2 separate regions of the Columba livia genome follow, and region 2 is linked to region 1. A link is a contact called in public Hi-C data. All regions are on one chromosome and are shown on one strand. Each heading gives the region's core, a stretch centred on a gene start, on an enhancer-like site or on the middle of the called end of the contact. The rest is flanking DNA. Distances are from core to core; before and after follow the strand shown.

Region 1 (4,375 bases), core at 593-3,092:
AACAAAGAGCAAAGGAGGGAGGAACAGCCAGAAACATCATTTTGCCATGGCAGCTCCTGGCAAAAGGGAGGCAGAAATGCAAGGAAAGGCTGGATGGATGTGTGAGGTTGCAGCTGGGGGCTGGTGAGCACCTCGGGGGAGCTTTGTGCCACGTGGCTGCTTGAGTGGTTATGGTCTAGCATGGACAGACAGTGATTTATTTCATTTTTAGTGCCAGTGAAAGGTGGGGGCGGTTATTCAGTCAAATCAACAATGGCTGCTATGGAAAGGTTGCCATGAACATGGCCTGGGAAAGGATGGGTCTGAGAGTGTTGCCTTTATGGTCTCCACTGGCTATGTATTTTCCCAAAATACCAACCCAGATCTCAGACTGTCCTGTGAAGCTGACCCTCTGGAAACCCTGAATGATGTAGTTAATATTCTTCTTACATCTGCCAGGAGTTAAATCAAGGACTAATATTACTGGAATATCAGATTCTTTTTTAAAAGTACTGTTTTCCTGAAATTCCCCTTAAACTTTATCTGATAAAGGAGGAATAGAAGGAAACAACGCATTGGCATGCAAAGATCCTCAACACACTAGTTGTTGGATACAGGCTGGAATTCATCTACTTTGTTACCCACAGAGTTTAGCTCAAGGTTTTACCTGGTGCAAGAACACACATAGAAATTTTCGCAGTTATGACACCAATATCCTGTGAAAGAAACAGGTGTGGGGTTATCACTTACAGGAGATAGGGTGATGATCCACTTAGCAGAAAATCTGTGCTCTAGACTGGTTTTAGGGTGCAGTTAAGCACTGGAAGGGCTTTCCATGGTAGAAGGTGTAAAGCCAGGACTATATTCACTGAAGGTTATTCAGTTTTTCAAAATTCTCCTCTTATGAGCAACCCAAATTACTACACAGATAATTACATGGCAGGTCAGGATCCCTGAATTCCTCTCTGGCTCATGTCTTGTCTTAAGGTACTGGTGTTGGTGTCCGCTATGGACAGTCTGTGAGGGCAGACAGGTTTGACTGCTACTGACTCACTGTGAGTCCTTCTCTGGACTTGGTGCTATCTACCCTGTAAAGCTGCTGTGGGGCTTCGTGAATCCCCAGGGACCCCTCTGATACTCACAGAAGTAAAAAAATGTTGTCATAGTCCATTTTATTTTCCAGTCCCATTCTTCTTGTTTTCTTCTGCTGGTACATCACTTAGTAAAGGAATTGGACAGCTTTTCTTGTACGTGATGAACAGCCAGCCCTTTCTCAATGTGTGGCCCTTGCCTGGACTTGTCATTATTTGAGGTGTAGATGGGTTTGTGTACAAGCCTGCACACACATGCGCACGCTTGCAAAAGCATGGGCTGGGTGAGCTCCAGGCCAGCCATTAGATTTCCCCTGCTATTACTCTACTGTACATATTCCTAGTAGATTAGAGCAGAATTTTTTTTACACACTCTTCTATAAAAAGTGTGCTATATTGATTGCAGCAGAGTGAGCTGCTGTGGTTGATATCTGAGCGCTAACCCAGATAGGGATTAGCATTACATCAGCCATCAGGCGAGGGAACCTGGCGAGCTGCCAGCCTGTAAAAATGGAAGACATTTGCGTCACTGTTCCCTTGGTAATGCTTCTTGGAGCCGTGTCAGCTGTCCCCCGAGGTTGTTTCCTTAATATGTCAACAGACATTCCTGAATCTTTAATGCTGAATAGCTCTTTTTCCTCTTCCAAAAAACACTTAGGTGACAGAGTAGCTGGTGTCTCCCACTGCCCTAGGCATTAAAAAATTATATACCTATGTAGACCAGGCTTCCTACCTTTTGGGGGAGGGTCACAGCAGTTACAGTCAGATCTGGGTGAAGCAAAAGCTCATCGCAGTGTGACTGCTGTTTGTACAGACTGAGGAAGCAGCAGCCCTGTTCGAAACCACTCCTTTCCCCCTGCAGCATCCCACTGGAGGGAACGAAAGCGTCTGTGTTAGATTAGTTGTTGGAATTTGCTAACATTTGAGATAAACTATCCGACCTTGCTTTAGGAATTCCAGTTACATACAATAATTTCAGGTTAATGCCTGAAAGCTGTAGGACTGTGTGTGCAGTGACCTCTAGCTTCCGGAAACCATTTGTTAGTGCCAGTTCTGAGAAACAGTCGGAGGTTTTACCCAATGACATTTTCACCTTTCTGCTTCTCCAAGCAGCCAGCTGCTGTTTTCAACTTGAAGAATTAAAATGCAAGGAAGGTACACTTGACCAAATTTGAATGCGTGCCCTTTCAGCTGAAAGTAAACATCCCCTATCTAGAAGACCTTTTGTTCTTAGGTGACAGTTTTAAGTTCACTGTGCAGTTGCTGTAGTAATTAATCACAGACTTGTAATTTAATAGTTTGGGAAGGGCAAGCAAAGAAGTCATTCCAAGAAATCACTTTGTGAGTAACTTAATTTTGGTCGAGGAGTTACTAAGCGTTCATGATAATTTATCACTGTCGGACGCGTTTCACACGATCCTACTGACCAAGAGCACCAGATCAGAAAGCAGCTCCGCTGGTTAAAACACAGTTCTGCCAAGGAGGCTGCAAGCTCTCTTATTTTGCAGTCTTTATCCAGTATTGAAGGACTTCCAGATTACTCGCTTGAGGAATTTGACCCCAGCAGTGGAATTTGCCTCCTGCGTAGCGCCCCAGGGGGAGCTGTTTCCTTTGGCTGCAGAAGGAGCTGTCTGCTTGAGACGGGCGGGCAGGCAGCACTGGGGATGGAGGTCCTCACCGAGGTCCCTGCCTGCAGCTAGGCCAGTGCTGCAGGGCAGGAGAGAGCTTCCTGAGCGCCCTGATTTGGCAGCCTTGCATTAGCAGCGAGGAAACTACCAAACCCTTCAGGTTGGGCTTGTGCATGTGCCCATGTGCGTACATTTACAGGGGGAAGTGACGTTCCTGCCTGAGCCCTGTGCTTGTTTGTCCTTATGGTTGCCATCTGGCTGGTCTCCAACTGGCATGGCCAGCTTTAACCTCGACGGACAGGCAACCAGTGATTCAGTTAGTGGGAGAACGTGGGGCACTCACGGAAAGCTGAGGCCAGAGGCAGGCAGCCCTAGGGAGGAGTAACCTTGCCCTACGCTGTCTCAAGGTGCTGGGAGAACTGGCTTTCCCTTGAGCCCCATGACACCTGAATCCTACAGAGAGACAGCAATTGCTGAGCTGCTCGGTCCACACCCCATCTTTCCCAGAGCCTGCTGCTCGGTGGAGTCAGAGCCAGATAGCGATGGGTGTTTGTTCTACCCTTGTCCTTGTGCTGCCACTCTGCTGGGGAGGCTGGAAGAGGGAGGTGGAAAAAACGTGACTCATGGGAGTAATCTAAAACTGGGACAGGGTCATATGCTGGAGGCAGGTGGAGATTACTGACTTCCAGACCAAGGAGTGTTTGGCTGAAGGTTACCAGCCCCAGCTGAGCAGCTGGGCTTGACGCTGCGAACACAGATGCCAGAGGCAGGACTAACTCCAGCTGTAGCTGCTGTTGCCTTTTGGCTGGTGCAGAGACCAGTGCAGGCCTTCTTGAGGGATATTGCCTCTGTGCTGTAGGTCTCCCTGAAGAAGAAGAAGCCCCCACAGCAGGGTCAGCAGTGTGGGGAGGGCAAGGAGAAGTGAAAAGGTTCCTTCTCTGAGACAGAGCTTGTATAATAACTCGTCCCTCCCAGGATCATTTTCTTCCCTCCTTTCACCTGCTATAGACCCCAGATTTCTCACCAAGTAAGATGAGCATCAAATCTTCCTTCAAAGGCCTGACCGTTCCCTATTGTCAGCCCTATGGCTCCTCTCTGTCTCTTGCTATCATGTACTTCTATATTTAACACAAGGCTCCTGTCTGCTCTAAAGGGCTTTTTCTGAGGTAAAGTTAAATACATGGCAAAACTTTCAGAAATAGAGCCTTGAAAACACAATTGCTCTATCCTGACTGCTTGTTTCATTATTCAAACAGATAGTCAAATGAAGGTCAGCTCTTGAATAGGTTTGAATTTTTATGGTGCTGTGAATGAACAGTCTCTTAGTCCCAGAAAGCTGCTAGTTGAGGTCTTTTGTACCGCTATGAGCTAGGCTTTGAAAATCCCAGTGATATCCAAATCCCTGTAACTTCTGTCAGACAAGAGTACTGCTTACAGTCACTGGGTAGCTGCAGCTGTAGGAGGTGGATGCCAGCTTGCCCTTGAACTCTGCACATCCTATCAGCTTTCCAAGTGTGCTTCCTTCTCGTCTCTGGGTGCAGTTCAATTCCCTCTGTCTGTGTGCCCAGAGAAAGCAGTGGGAACCTCTCTACCAACCTCAGTGGACATAAGAGTACTCTCACAACACTGACAGCCTTCTACAAAGTCCCATATAAGTTGCACTTTTTATGTCCTCTT
Region 2 (4,375 bases), core at 659-3,158, 43 kb before region 1:
GCTCGGGAAAAACGAGCCCATGTTAACCCTTGCCTCTCCGGGGGCACGTCTGGGCCGCACCGCGGCCGGTGCTATCCCTTCCCCCTTCCTCCTGCCCCCCTGCCCCAGATGGCTGCTTCAGAGCGGGTACGAGCCGTGAGGAGCTAGGGGATAGCTCCAGCAGACCCGAACTCTCGCAGCAGCAGCCGTTGCCACCGCCCCGACGCGCCGGGCTGGGTCGGGGGCCAGAGCAGGTTTTTGTTTTCCTAGTTAACAGCTCGGCGCCTCCAGGACGCCCAGCCGGGCGTGCAGTTTGCAAAGTCACCCAACCTGGCACGGGAACCAGCGCTAGGAGCCAGCACCAGGAGGAGAAGGAAGGCAGGGCAGGGCGAGGCAAGGGCCCCCCCGTGCCCCAGGACGCACCGGCGGCCGCACCACTCAGCCCCCTCCCCGGCTGGAGGCAGCGCAGGGGACCGGCTGCTGCTGCCCCGCTGTCCCCTAAGCCCGCAGCGGGCCGAGGAGTAGCAGAGGGAGGCGGCGCTACACGTGGGACCGGGGCGGCAGCAGCGCCCCCGGCCTCGCAGCTCCCCGGCCCCGCCGTCGGGCAGCTGGCAGCCGCGGGGAGGCACCTCCCGCCGGCGGCTGCGGACGTCAGAGCTTCCCCGGCCCCGGTCGGCCCCCGCCTCCCGCTGCTCTTCTCTTCCCCCCCTCCCTCCCCTGTAACCTACATAACGCCGTGGGAAGGGCGGCCCGAGCACGGGCGGTGTGGGGAGCAGTCTCTGCCGTGTTTACTCTGCCTGTGGACACGCGTGCAGTCAGCTGTACGTGCCGGGAAGCGCCCGGTGAGGGTTTCCTTCACCTCCCGTGGCAAACGGGAAGAGCAAACACCCTTTTTCCTCCCTCGCCACCGCCACACCGTGTTTTGGTGTGGATGCAGGCGGCGGATGAGGGATTCGGAGCGTGGAAGCTGGACGGGGAAACATGTCTGCAGGTTTTCGTTTTTTGGGGAGGAGACGGCGTTTGCTTAGTGTGTATAAATTTTGCTAATCTGCATTAAAGAACCGCTGGTTTGTGGTTGAAAATGACAGGAAATCTAGAACGTCCTATTTCCTGTGCACAATGACAACAGTTGAAAAAAAAGTAATCGTTGTATTTATAATGGTGCCTCCTGGCCCGGTGGGTAGAACAAAGCCGCGCAGCGGCGCGGGAGGGCGCCTGCCCGGAGGTGGCACTGACCAGCCCCGCGGGGATAAGCCCGCAGCCGGGGGGCGCGCCCGGGGCGCCGCGCTGTGCCGTGCCCAAAGGTCACTAGCCAAGGGGGACGAGAGGACAATGAGTCCCGCACTGCGGGAAGTCCCCCCGCGCGTCTCTGCGCGCACGAGTGGCAGGTTTCGGCAAAGCCCCTCGGCGGCGCAGGAAACAGTAATAAAAACAATAATAATAAAAATAATAAGAGAAAAGGAGGGAGCTGCAGCGCACCCCCGCCCCTCTCCTTGTCCGAGGGCGAGACCGGCAGAGGCGCGGCGGCTCCCCAACAGCAGGAGGAATCTCCGGTGCCGGTGGCGGGGGCACGGGCAGGGGCCGGGATCACGACGGCGGGGCGGGGGCGCCCAGCGCGCAGGCGCGGCCGCCACTGTCGAAGAATCGAGGCGGCGGCGCGCAGAGGTGGCGGTGGCGGCTGGAGCCCGGCACGGCGCCGCCGCCAGCCCCGGCCCCGGCCCCCGCGGCAGTCTCCGCCCCGCCGCGCCGGCCCCCGCCGCCCCGCGCCGCCCCGTAGTAGCCAGCGAGCGGGGGAGCCGAGCGGGCGGCAGCGGCCGCAGCCCTGCGCCAGCCGCGCCGCGGAGATGCGCGTCCCCGCCGCCCTGTGAGCGCCGCCGGCGGAGACGGCGAGGAGAGCGGCGTCCCCCACAGCGGCTCTGCCTGCCGGGGCGCCCGCCGCGCCCCGCTCCAGCGCACGGAAGAGGAAGGCGAGGGGGAGGGGGCCCAGCGGACGGTCCCGCTGCGGCCGCGGCGCCCGAGCCTCCCCGTCGGGACTCCGGTGGCGAGGGGCGGAGGAGGCGGCGGCCGGAGCCGGAGCGGGGGACGCTCGCCGCTGCCCCGGGGCCGGGACATGTCGTCGGCGGCGGTGGCGGCTGCTTCCCGCAGGCAGTCGTGCTACCTGTGCGACCTGCCCCGCATGCCCTGGGCCATGATCTGGGACTTCACCGAGCCCGTCTGCCGGGGCTGCGTCAACTACGAGGGCGCCGACCGCGTGGAGTTCGTCATCGACACGGCGCGGCAGCTGAAGCGGGCGCACGGCTGCTTCCCCGAGGGCCGGGCCCCGCCGCCGCCGCACGCCAAGCAGCCGCCGCTCTCCGCCAAGGAACTCCTGGCGCAGCAGCAGCAGCTCGGCCACCCCGCGGAGGCGGCGGCGCGGCCCCCGCCGCAGCCGCTGGAGCGCTACTCGCTGGCGGCCGAGCGGCCGCCGCCCCGCCTGGGCGCCGAGTACGGCGGCGGCCGGCAGGTCAACGGCATCCTGGTGCCCAATGGCTTCCCCAAGCCCGAGGAGCCTCCCGAGCTGAACCGGCAGAGCCCGAACCCACGGCGGACGCACGCCGTGCCCCCCACCCTGGTGCCGCTGGTGAACGGCGCCGGGCTCCCCGCCGCCATCGGCGGCCTGGGCAGCCGCGCCGCCGCCGCCGCCTCGCTCGCCGCCATCTCCGCCGCGCCCGCACCGATGGCGGTGCCTGTACCCCAGCAGCCGGCGGCGGCGGCGCAGGCGGCGGGGCAGGCGGCGGGGCAGCCCAGCGAGCTGGGGCACAAGCGCCCCGGCTCCGTCTCATCCTCCTCCTCGGGCGGCGGCGCGGCGGGGGAGCACGACAGCGGCGCCAAGGAGAAGCGGGGCTCGGCCGAGAGCCTGCCGGCGGCGGCGGCGGCGGAGCTGGCCGCAGAGGGCAAGGGCCGGGCGGGCAGCGAGCAGGAGTGGCTGGCCAAGCCCAAGACGGTGCGGGACACGTTGCTGGCCCTGCACCAGCACGGCAGCCACGCCGTGCCGCCCTTCGACAGCAAGTTCAAGAAGGAGCCGGGCATGGCGGGTGGCAGATTGCTGGGATACGAGACCAACGGCGCCGTGGCCAAGCCAGGTGAGACAGCGGGGGCCGGGGGAGGGCGGGCAGGGCAGGGGGGAGCCACTACTGGTATACGGAGAGGAGGATCCCGAGCAGCTTCGGGCGCCCGGGGCTCGGGGGTGGCCGCGGCCACCCGTTTCTGCGGTTGCACGGCGGTGCCCCCGTGCTCGTTGGAGCGTTGTGGCTGCGCTGCCTTCTCACCCTCCTCCTCTCTGACTCTGCAGGGGCCCGGGCCGCCCGGAAGAGGAAGCCTTCTCCCGAGCCGGAGGGCGAGGCGGGACCCCCGAAGATCAACGGGGAGGCGCAGCCCTGGCTGCCCACCTCGTCGGAAGGGATGAAGCTGCCGCTGACGGCCACCCCCTTCATGTCGCCCCCGCCGCCCACCGCCTCGCCCCACTCCAACCGGACCACGCCGCCCGAGGCGGCCCAGAACGGCCAGTCCCCCATGGCCGCCCTCATTTTGGTGGCGGACAATGCCGGGGGCAACCACGCCTCCAAAGACGCCAACCAGGTCCACTCCACCACGCGGAGGAACAGCAGCAGCCCCCCGTCGCCCTCCGCCATGAACCAAAGAAGGCTGGGCCCCGGCAGGGAGGTGCCGGGCCAGGGGGCCAACGCGGCGGGCGGGCTGGAGCCCGTCCACCCCGCCAGCCTGCCGGACTCGTCCCTGGCCGCCAGCGTCCCGTTGTGTTGTACCCTCTGCCACGAGCGCCTGGAAGACACCCACTTCGTGCAGTGCCCCTCCGTCCCCTCCCACAAGTTCTGCTTCCCCTGCTCCCGGCAGAGCATCAAGCAGCAGGGAGCCAGCGGGGAGGTGTATTGTCCCAGCGGGGAGAAGTGTCCCCTGGTCGGCTCCAACGTCCCTTGGGCCTTCATGCAGGGGGAGATCGCCACCATCCTGGCCGGAGATGTGAAAGTGAAAAAGGAGAGGGACTCGTGACTTGCCCGCTCTCACCGCCCGACGTCACCTTGAACTCCGACTGCTCGAATTCTGTATATATCTATAAATATATATATATAAATATATATATATCTCCAAGACAAGGGAAATGTAGACTTCATAAACATGGCTGTATAATTTTGATTTTTTTGAATACATTGTGTTTCTATATTTTTTGAAGACAAAAGGTATGTACTTATTATAAAGGCATTTCTTCTAATTCTTCTCTTTTTTTTTTTTTTAGTTTTTGTTTTTGTTTTGTTTTGTTTTCTTCTTTTTTCCTTCTGTTATAGCAACTATTTGTTGTGCTTCCTTGGTGACAGTTACTGTTCAATGTAGGCTGTGACTT

Evidence for each region. Hi-C and Micro-C count contacts between places; a contact is called where the count stands out from the background.
Region 2: a contact with region 1 is called in a Hi-C map of liver, with 3 times the contacts expected there. The contact joins the promoter of IRF2BP2 here to the enhancer-like site in region 1. A contact is called at or near these places in 2 of 2 Hi-C or Micro-C datasets (crop and liver).

What each region holds. Positions count from the first base shown.
Region 1 is chr3:78,696,173-78,700,547 of bColLiv1.pat.W.v2, reverse strand. No RefSeq gene overlaps it. Among named protein-coding and RNA genes, the nearest start is that of TARBP1, 25 kb to the right of the region's middle. Within about 2 kb of position 1,842, at least 3 of the 3 cell types and tissues checked have an H3K27ac peak away from gene starts, as active enhancers do.
Region 2 is chr3:78,739,309-78,743,683 of bColLiv1.pat.W.v2, reverse strand. IRF2BP2 (interferon regulatory factor 2 binding protein 2) reads left to right here and starts at 1,908. Exons shown (of 3, transcript XR_010471879.1): 1 at 1,908-3,101; 2 at 3,311-4,214. It overlaps LOC110363452 (a long non-coding RNA gene), which reads right to left and starts at 637. Exons shown (of 2, transcript XR_010471882.1): 1 at 1-637.